Linked DNA regions of Bombyx mori: region 2 is linked to region 1. Evidence: chromatin contacts called from public Hi-C data. All regions are on one chromosome and are shown on one strand. Each heading gives the region's core, a stretch centred on a gene start, on an enhancer-like site or on the middle of the called end of the contact. The rest is flanking DNA. Distances are from core to core; before and after follow the strand shown.

The links. A called contact is a pair of places that touch in the nucleus more often than the background predicts.
Region 2: a contact with region 1 is called in a Hi-C map of posterior silk gland, with 2.4 times the contacts expected there. The contact joins the promoter of LOC101740883 here to the promoter of Eif-4a in region 1. A contact is called at or near these places in 2 of 7 Hi-C or Micro-C datasets (posterior silk gland and whole pupa).

What each region holds. Positions count from the first base shown.
Region 1 is chr4:11,869,687-11,873,363 of ASM3026992v2, reverse strand. It overlaps Eif-4a (eukaryotic translation initiation factor 4A), which reads left to right and starts at 2,120. Exons shown (of 8, transcript NM_001043911.1): 1 at 2,120-2,155; 2 at 2,573-2,948; 3 at 3,031-3,245; 4 at 3,315-3,462; 5 at 3,549-3,677. The coding sequence starts at 2,133.
Region 2 is chr4:12,084,024-12,087,872 of ASM3026992v2, reverse strand. It overlaps LOC101740883 (lysine--tRNA ligase), which reads right to left and starts at 1,315. Exons shown (of 8, transcript XM_004930924.2): 1 at 1,080-1,315; 2 at 530-902. The coding sequence starts at 1,114. It overlaps LOC101742902 (protein Mo25), which reads left to right and starts at 2,238. Exons shown (of 7, transcript XM_038021786.2): 1 at 2,238-2,614; 2 at 2,834-3,019; 3 at 3,097-3,213. The coding sequence starts at 2,891.

The DNA of each region.
Region 1 (3,677 bases), core at 871-3,370:
ACAACATTAAAATATATGAATGAATGAATGAATAAATAATAGTACATTTCATTTAATTTGATTACATACTTTTCTATTTGGTCAGCTTATGAACGGATGAAACGTGGTGGAATGAGCACGGAGGGCGGGGATTCCCTGATTAGATTATTAGTGCTGTCATATTAATATCAATGTCACCTGATCTAAAAAAAATCTTTCTTTCCTATTACCCTCTGCTGTGGTGTAGTGCTCAAACCAAATCCTTCCATTTACATCGGTCTTGGGCAGTTTGTTCTAGCTCCTCCCACGTCATGCCCAAGACGCCCAGCTCCTGCTCCACCGAGCAACGCCAAGTTGTTTTGGGACGGCCTCTTTTCCTTTTGCCAGACACTTTCCAGGTCAGTGCTCTCTTGGATGGATGGGTTTTCTTAATATCTCTCCTTATCCATTGGCGTCTGCCTGATGATCCTCCACAGTTTTTTTTTATTGCCCTTGTAAACAAATGAGCATACGGCCCACCTGATGGTGAGTGATTACCGTCGCCCATGGACTTCAGCAATGCCAGGGGCAAAGCCAATTCACTGCTTACCGTAACCTTACAGCTATTTGTTAGTGATCGTCTCAGCCCAAAAGATTTTCAAAAAATTTAAAAACAACGAAAATCAAAATTTCAATGTCAATCATTGGTAAAATTACAAAATCGTAAATTACGGTAATTTTTTTTACCGTATAAGAGGTGGTATGGTAGGTAGTAAATCGAGCAAAATCGAGCAAAATTACGGCATGTCTACCGTAATTACGGTTAAAATTGCTGCTAAATAAAAAAAAATATAAAAAATATAGACATCAACAGTATTTGAACCAAACAATTTGGAAACTATTGGCATGATGTATGTAATCTACAATTCTGAAATGATTTACTAAGACTTTGTACTTTTGTAAAAAACAAACACTATTATTGATCACTAAATAATAGTGTTTTTTTTTATTAAAATACTATTTCGAATGAATTTCCCTTTTCTTATATAATTATTTTTATTATTTAGAATTATTTAAGGATAAGCACAGCCATAATTTACCTGAATTATTTTTGAGCTAAAAACGGTCACCTTTTCAAAGCTGATTGGCCATCTTTACCAACGTTGGGAACAAAACCAGTCATTCTCATCAGTGAAAATTAAAGTGTGTCATATTCAGATATCTCAGTTAAATAAATGATTTAATTTACAATAATAAGTATATGTTGATGATCCAAAGGCTTTTTGGATTAATATCTCTCAGGTTAAGCCTCATGAACTCATCTAGCCTTCTGTGCGTAGTTGGAATTGCTCCTTAGATTACTAACGATTAGGTAGAATAAAAAAATATCGATTTTGAATCACCGGTCACCGTTCTCGTCAAGCTCGCCAATTACAACGAAGAGCTCGACGAGTGAACTAATCCATAGACACAGCCCTCTGAATTTGTCGCGGGATTAAAAGAAAGTGGGTTGCAATTCCGATCCGGTGGCGGATTCTGCGAATCACTGCTCTTGTTAGGGCTAGTGTTAGCGAATTCTCTCAGGTTAAGCCCGTGAGCCACCACGAGTCACCTACCCATCCGGACGTAGCTGGAAGAACCTCTTACGCTACCAGCGAATAGTTAGGGGAAAAAAATCAGTAGTAAACTGCTATGAAGGCAGAAATAGCTTAAAAATCAATACCGTCAATTTTCGTATTCTTAAAAATGCTAAAAGCGAAATTAACGCTTTTTTTTTTTAAATAACTGAAATACCCATAGAACCTTTGTAAAACAATCAAATCTTTAAATATCTGGCAAAGGCGTTTTTTAAATACCTTTTGATTAAATATATCTATACCAAAATTACAAGCTAGAATGGCACAAACTTTTTGGTATCTATTGAAAATACTTACAATTGTCTATGACTCACTTCCGGTACTAAAATTCTCAAATAAAAGTATTTAGTCATAGTTTGAAGAATCTACACATTACCGTTTCTTAAATCATTTTAAAAATTAAATAAAAAATTATTAAATTTTTTGTCTACAATATAAATTAGGACAAACAGTGTTCTGTAAAATTTATGTAAAAAGCTCCTGTTAGCTCAACTTGACCTTGCTAGTTCTTTTCCGTTCAGCTACTGCGGTTGAAACATGTCTTATTCGTCTGAAAGAAGGTAAGATTGCTTTCAAAGCTTATTTAATTTGTACCATATGAAAGATAGTGTTCAGGAAAACACATATTACTTCGTTATTTCGTCTACAATTCATAACTTCAATAGTTTTTGCATAGTTTGGAAATTTTAGATGTGAAGTCCGTGTCGCCGATTGCCAACATGGCGCTGGCAGGGACACAATTGCACTGCAAGTTTTAGTAGCGCACGTGTTTTTTATTAATATATTACATTTGTGTCGCCCACCCCAAGAATTGAAAGTGGTTTATAAATGTAATTGAAAACAATAGACTAAAAATAATTGCTGATTTTACTAATACAAAAAAAGTCGCTAATTTTGCAACCTAACGATCAATGAAATATATCTTAAATTTGGAAAAAAACATTCTTATTAATTTATTATTTCATTCTGTATTATAGGTCAGAAGATTGGCCAGAGGATTCCAAAAATGGGCCATCGAAGGATCAAGGTAGTTACGATGGACCTCCGGGAATGGACCCTGGGACACTTGACACCGACTGGGATCAAGTTGTCGAAACCTTCGATGACATGAACCTCAAAGAAGAATTGTTGAGAGGCATATACGCCTATGGTTTTGAAAAACCTTCTGCAATCCAGCAACGCGCAATAATGCCTTGCATCCAAGGACGCGATGTTATCGCTCAAGCCCAGTCAGGAACTGGAAAAACTGCTACTTTCTCTATATCGATTCTACAACAAATCGATACAAGCATTCGTGAATGTCAAGCTTTGATCCTGGCTCCCACAAGAGAGCTGGCCCAACAAATTCAGAAGGTACGCTTGGACAATAAGTTTGTGTTGAGTGAATATCGTTTTGTGTTATTGCCTTTTATTGACAGTGTGAAACATTTCGTAGGTGGTGATAGCTCTTGGTGATCACTTGAATGCTAAATGCCATGCTTGCATTGGTGGCACCAATGTCCGTGAAGATATTCGCCAACTGGAGAGTGGTGTTCATGTGGTGGTGGGCACTCCAGGTCGTGTATATGATATGATAACTCGTCGTGCGCTTCATGCCAACACCATCAAACTTTTTGTTCTTGATGAAGCTGATGAAATGTTGTCCAGAGGGTAAGCTATTGTTTTTTAAATGTATCGATAACCTCATATTAGGTTCTTAATTTAAATTTAATTTGTTAGTTTCAAGGACCAGATCCATGATGTCTTCAAGATGTTGTCAGCTGATGTTCAAGTCATATTACTCTCTGCTACCATGCCTGATGATGTATTGGAAGTATCTCGATGCTTTATGAGAGATCCTGTACGCATACTTGTACAGAAGGAAGAGGTAAGATCTTATGTATAAACTGCTTGAATATATTTCTTTGAAGAAATAAATAAAAAATTTAATTAATATAATTTAAATATTTTCAGCTTACCCTGGAAGGTATTAAACAATTTTACATTGCAATTGAATTAGAAGAATGGAAGCTGGAAACTCTGTGTGACCTGTATGATACACTGTCTATTGCACAAGCTGTAATTTTCTGCAACACCCGTCGC
Region 2 (3,849 bases), core at 66-2,565, 220 kb before region 1:
GCCAATAGCTGTCGGGAAGAGTCGATTATTGAAAACACAAATAAAACAACATTTTCTGAAAATAAATCGTAACTAGATCGATTTATCACCCCCCAAATCCCCTGTATACTAAATTTTATAAAAATCATTGGACCCGTTTCCGAAATTCAGATTATATAATATATTAATGTACAAGAATTGCTCATTTAAAGGTATAAGATAAAGGTCCTAGTCTTCAATGGCCAAAGGCAGCAATCTCAGAATACTTAAAATTATATTCAATACTCATCTTTAAAATTATTAATGGATTAATAAACAATACTAATGTTTTGTTTTATGAAGCAAGGATTATTGGTGGGCTGGAGGCCTTTCCAGTTTCACCAGGACAGGTGGGCGAACAAGGGCTAAGCCAAGAGGGGTAATATCAATTGTTCTAAAGACACAATTGATTTTTGGAATAACAAAAAATCACCAGTTATTTTATCATTTTAATGAAACTGGGTCCAAATAATGTACCTATTGTAAATATTATTGCTTGTAATAAAATTACCTGGATTTTAGCCCCTTCAGCTCTTAAATCATAGAATATTAGTTTCGCTCCTGATTCTCTAATGGAGTGAACTCTACCAGCCACTGACAAAGTGACGTTTTCCAAAACATCTCCGTTGTTCAAGTTCTGATACTTTTCTATGAATTCCTCCAAGGAAATGCTAACATTGAATTTATGAGGATATGGATGATCTTCTTTGAGTCCATTTTTTAGGGCAGCTACAGCTCCAGATCGTAATTTATAATATTCATTAGGACTAATTTCTTCTTCTTGTTTAGATGGTTTCTTTTCAGCGGCAACGACCGGCTGTTGTGAAGCTTTTTCGGCCTTCTCCCTTAACTTTTCTTCAGCTTTCAACCTTCGTTTCAGTTCGCTAAAATATTTTGGAATGAGAAAACATGACAGCCAAAACGAAAAAAATAACTAAAAAGTAACCAACCCTTTGCTAACGGCGGTGGATAGGTTAGTGCATCGGCCGATGACTTTATTTCTGGCAGAGGCAATCAGTAAAAGTTTTAAACTAAACATGACTTTGCTTTTGAATACTCACTTTTTCGAAATTTTTTCAGTGGAACTTTCTGCCATGGCTATCGGACTTAATTCACTTAACCTTAATATCGATATAAAAATACAACTTGAGTGCCTGACCCTGACTTACACGTTCACTCAACGTCAAAACCACAGACAACTGTTGAAATCCGGACAATATTATTTACTTTTGGTAGTACGAAAGAATGGCCACGAAACGTGAGATAGGTATTTATGTAGTGGCTATTTATATTATCTACTTCATAGTGCTGCCAGATGGGAAATCTTTTAATACTGTATTGCAATCCTACACACAACTGCAAATCGCAAAAAAAAAAACAATAAAAGTTCATTTAAAATTTTATATTTTTAATTATATTTTTGTATTCAAGAGTAAAAATAAACGACTTCACTAATTTAAACATTTATTTATTTGTACACCATCCATTTCACTATGAATTGCTCACTGTTTTTATAACATTACAATCAAAGTATTATTATCTTAACAATTGCCTGGTAAAATGTCAAATAAGCCCACGCAGGTAGATACTACTACCTATTTCTGCCTTGAAGCAATAAGTGTTTCGGTTTGAAGGGTTGGGTAGTCGTTGTACTTATAAACTAAAACTTAGAACTTAGGTCTCAAGATCGGTAGCTGCATTTAAGTTGTTCTTCTTCTTCTTCTCCATCGCTCCCTCATTGCTGAGGATCGTGACTCCGATTTAGCTTGTCGACTGTCAGCCTCCATCGTTTCCGGTCAGTTGCCTGGTGTAGTGCAGCGCTAAGTGGTCCGCTGGTTTGCTCGGAGATCTGGTCGGACCAACGTTTGGGGCTCCGACCTCTAGGACGTTTTCCTTCTACTTTCCCTGTGACCATCATACGTTCCAAGTTGTCTACACCTCTGCGGGCAACGTGGCCAAAGTAGCGCATTATGCGTTGCAGACAGGTGGCAGACAGGCGTTGAGCGTTCTCCATTTTAAGCTGATGTAGGACCGAGATGTTCGTGCGGTGGGCTGTCCATGGAATCCTAATAATAAGTTGTTAATGCTGTGAATATTGGTAATCCCCTGTGCCCCAGATATGTCTTTAAAGATCCTCCTGTTCTACTCTCGGTGCTGTTGGACGCTATTGGTACTAATGCTAGCAACATCCAAAGCATAGGTAGCTGTATATGTGGCACTCGTCGAAGAGTTTGAGGTGAAAAGTAACCCATAACAGGAGTCAGCTGATTTTCTTACAAGATCTACTCAAAGAACGCGATTTTGGTGGTAGATGCACTCGTGAGGTGGTAGAGGAGTAAATCAGTGTTTCTTGCTTTCTATTTTACGCAATAATAGACAAATTTTCGCAATACCAGGATTCCGAGATTAGTTGCATTGTAAATACCATCAGTGAAGTTCTTTCTTTTTGAGACGCAGATTAAATGTAATTTCGATGTTGAGGTGCCAATGTTAAATGTATCGATTTTTTAAGTATGGTAATAGTTGTATTGACATCACAGCTGTTCCATTCGTGTGAATTGTCGTGATATTGAAAATTACAATAATTTATCCAAAAGTAAGTTTTACGTGTGTTTTAAGTCTATTTCCTTTCAAAAATGCAATTTGTAGCATATTATAAACATTTTCTTAATTCTTTAAACCAGCCAGGTTGGCAGTCGCTTTTAATTTGTCAAATTTCGCTTCCCTAACATTCTCGTGGAAATCGAAGTAAGTACGGTTTTATTTTTTGTTATGATCGCGGAAAAATGTATGCGTCTGTAATTTTTTGTTTTAGGTACAATCTTATGTAGACATAATTACTTATATCACCTGCCCAAGTCGCCTTAATACTATGCCTCTCTTTGGTAAGTCTCAGAAAAGCCCTGCGGAGCTTGTTAGATCGTTAAAAGATGCCGTGACGGCTTTAGAGAGGGGTGATAAGAAAGCTGAAAAAGCTCAAGAAGACGTGAGCAAGAATTTGGTAAGTAATATTAATATTTTGCCAATTTTTGTAGTAAACCATGAGTATTGATATAATGATATTTCATATCCATACAGGTACTGATTAAAAATATGCTTTATGGTACATCTGATGCAGAACCACAAACAGATATCATTGTTGCACAATTAGCACAGGAAATGTATAACACTAACTTGTTACTGCTTTTGATACAGGTAAATTTAAAAATAACTTTGAAGGATTTAATTTAAAAAAATGCTAATCATACCACTATTAAATATATTAATTCAATCACACACATCATACATTTTATATCGTGCATCTTACCAGGCTGGTATTCCAATGCTATGTTTTTATTGCTCTAAATGGTAATTGGTCCAGCTTGTATTAAGTATTTACTGGAGCCTATAGACATCACAAGGTGCTAACCCACTTGAGATATGAGGTCAAGGTTTGAATTGTATTGTACATTTTCTCACTATTTAAATTGGAAAGCTCGTTAGCTCTATGTTAAAAAAAATAATTTTACTGGTGGTAGGGCCTCTTGTGAGTCCGCGCGGGTAGGTACCACCGCCCTGCCTATTTCTGCCGTGAAGCAGTAATGAGTTTCGGCTTGAAGGGCGGGGCAGCCGTTGTAACTATACTCAAGACCTTAGAACTTATATCTCAAGGTGGGTGGCGCATTTACGTCGTTGATGTATATGGGCTCCAGTAACCACTTAACATCAGGTGGGCTGTGAGCTCGTCCACCCATCTAAGCAATAAAAAAATATATGCAGGAATAATGGTACCAACCTATGGGGATTCACATTAGATGCTACTAGTGAACATCAGTTGGTTTTCCTGATTTT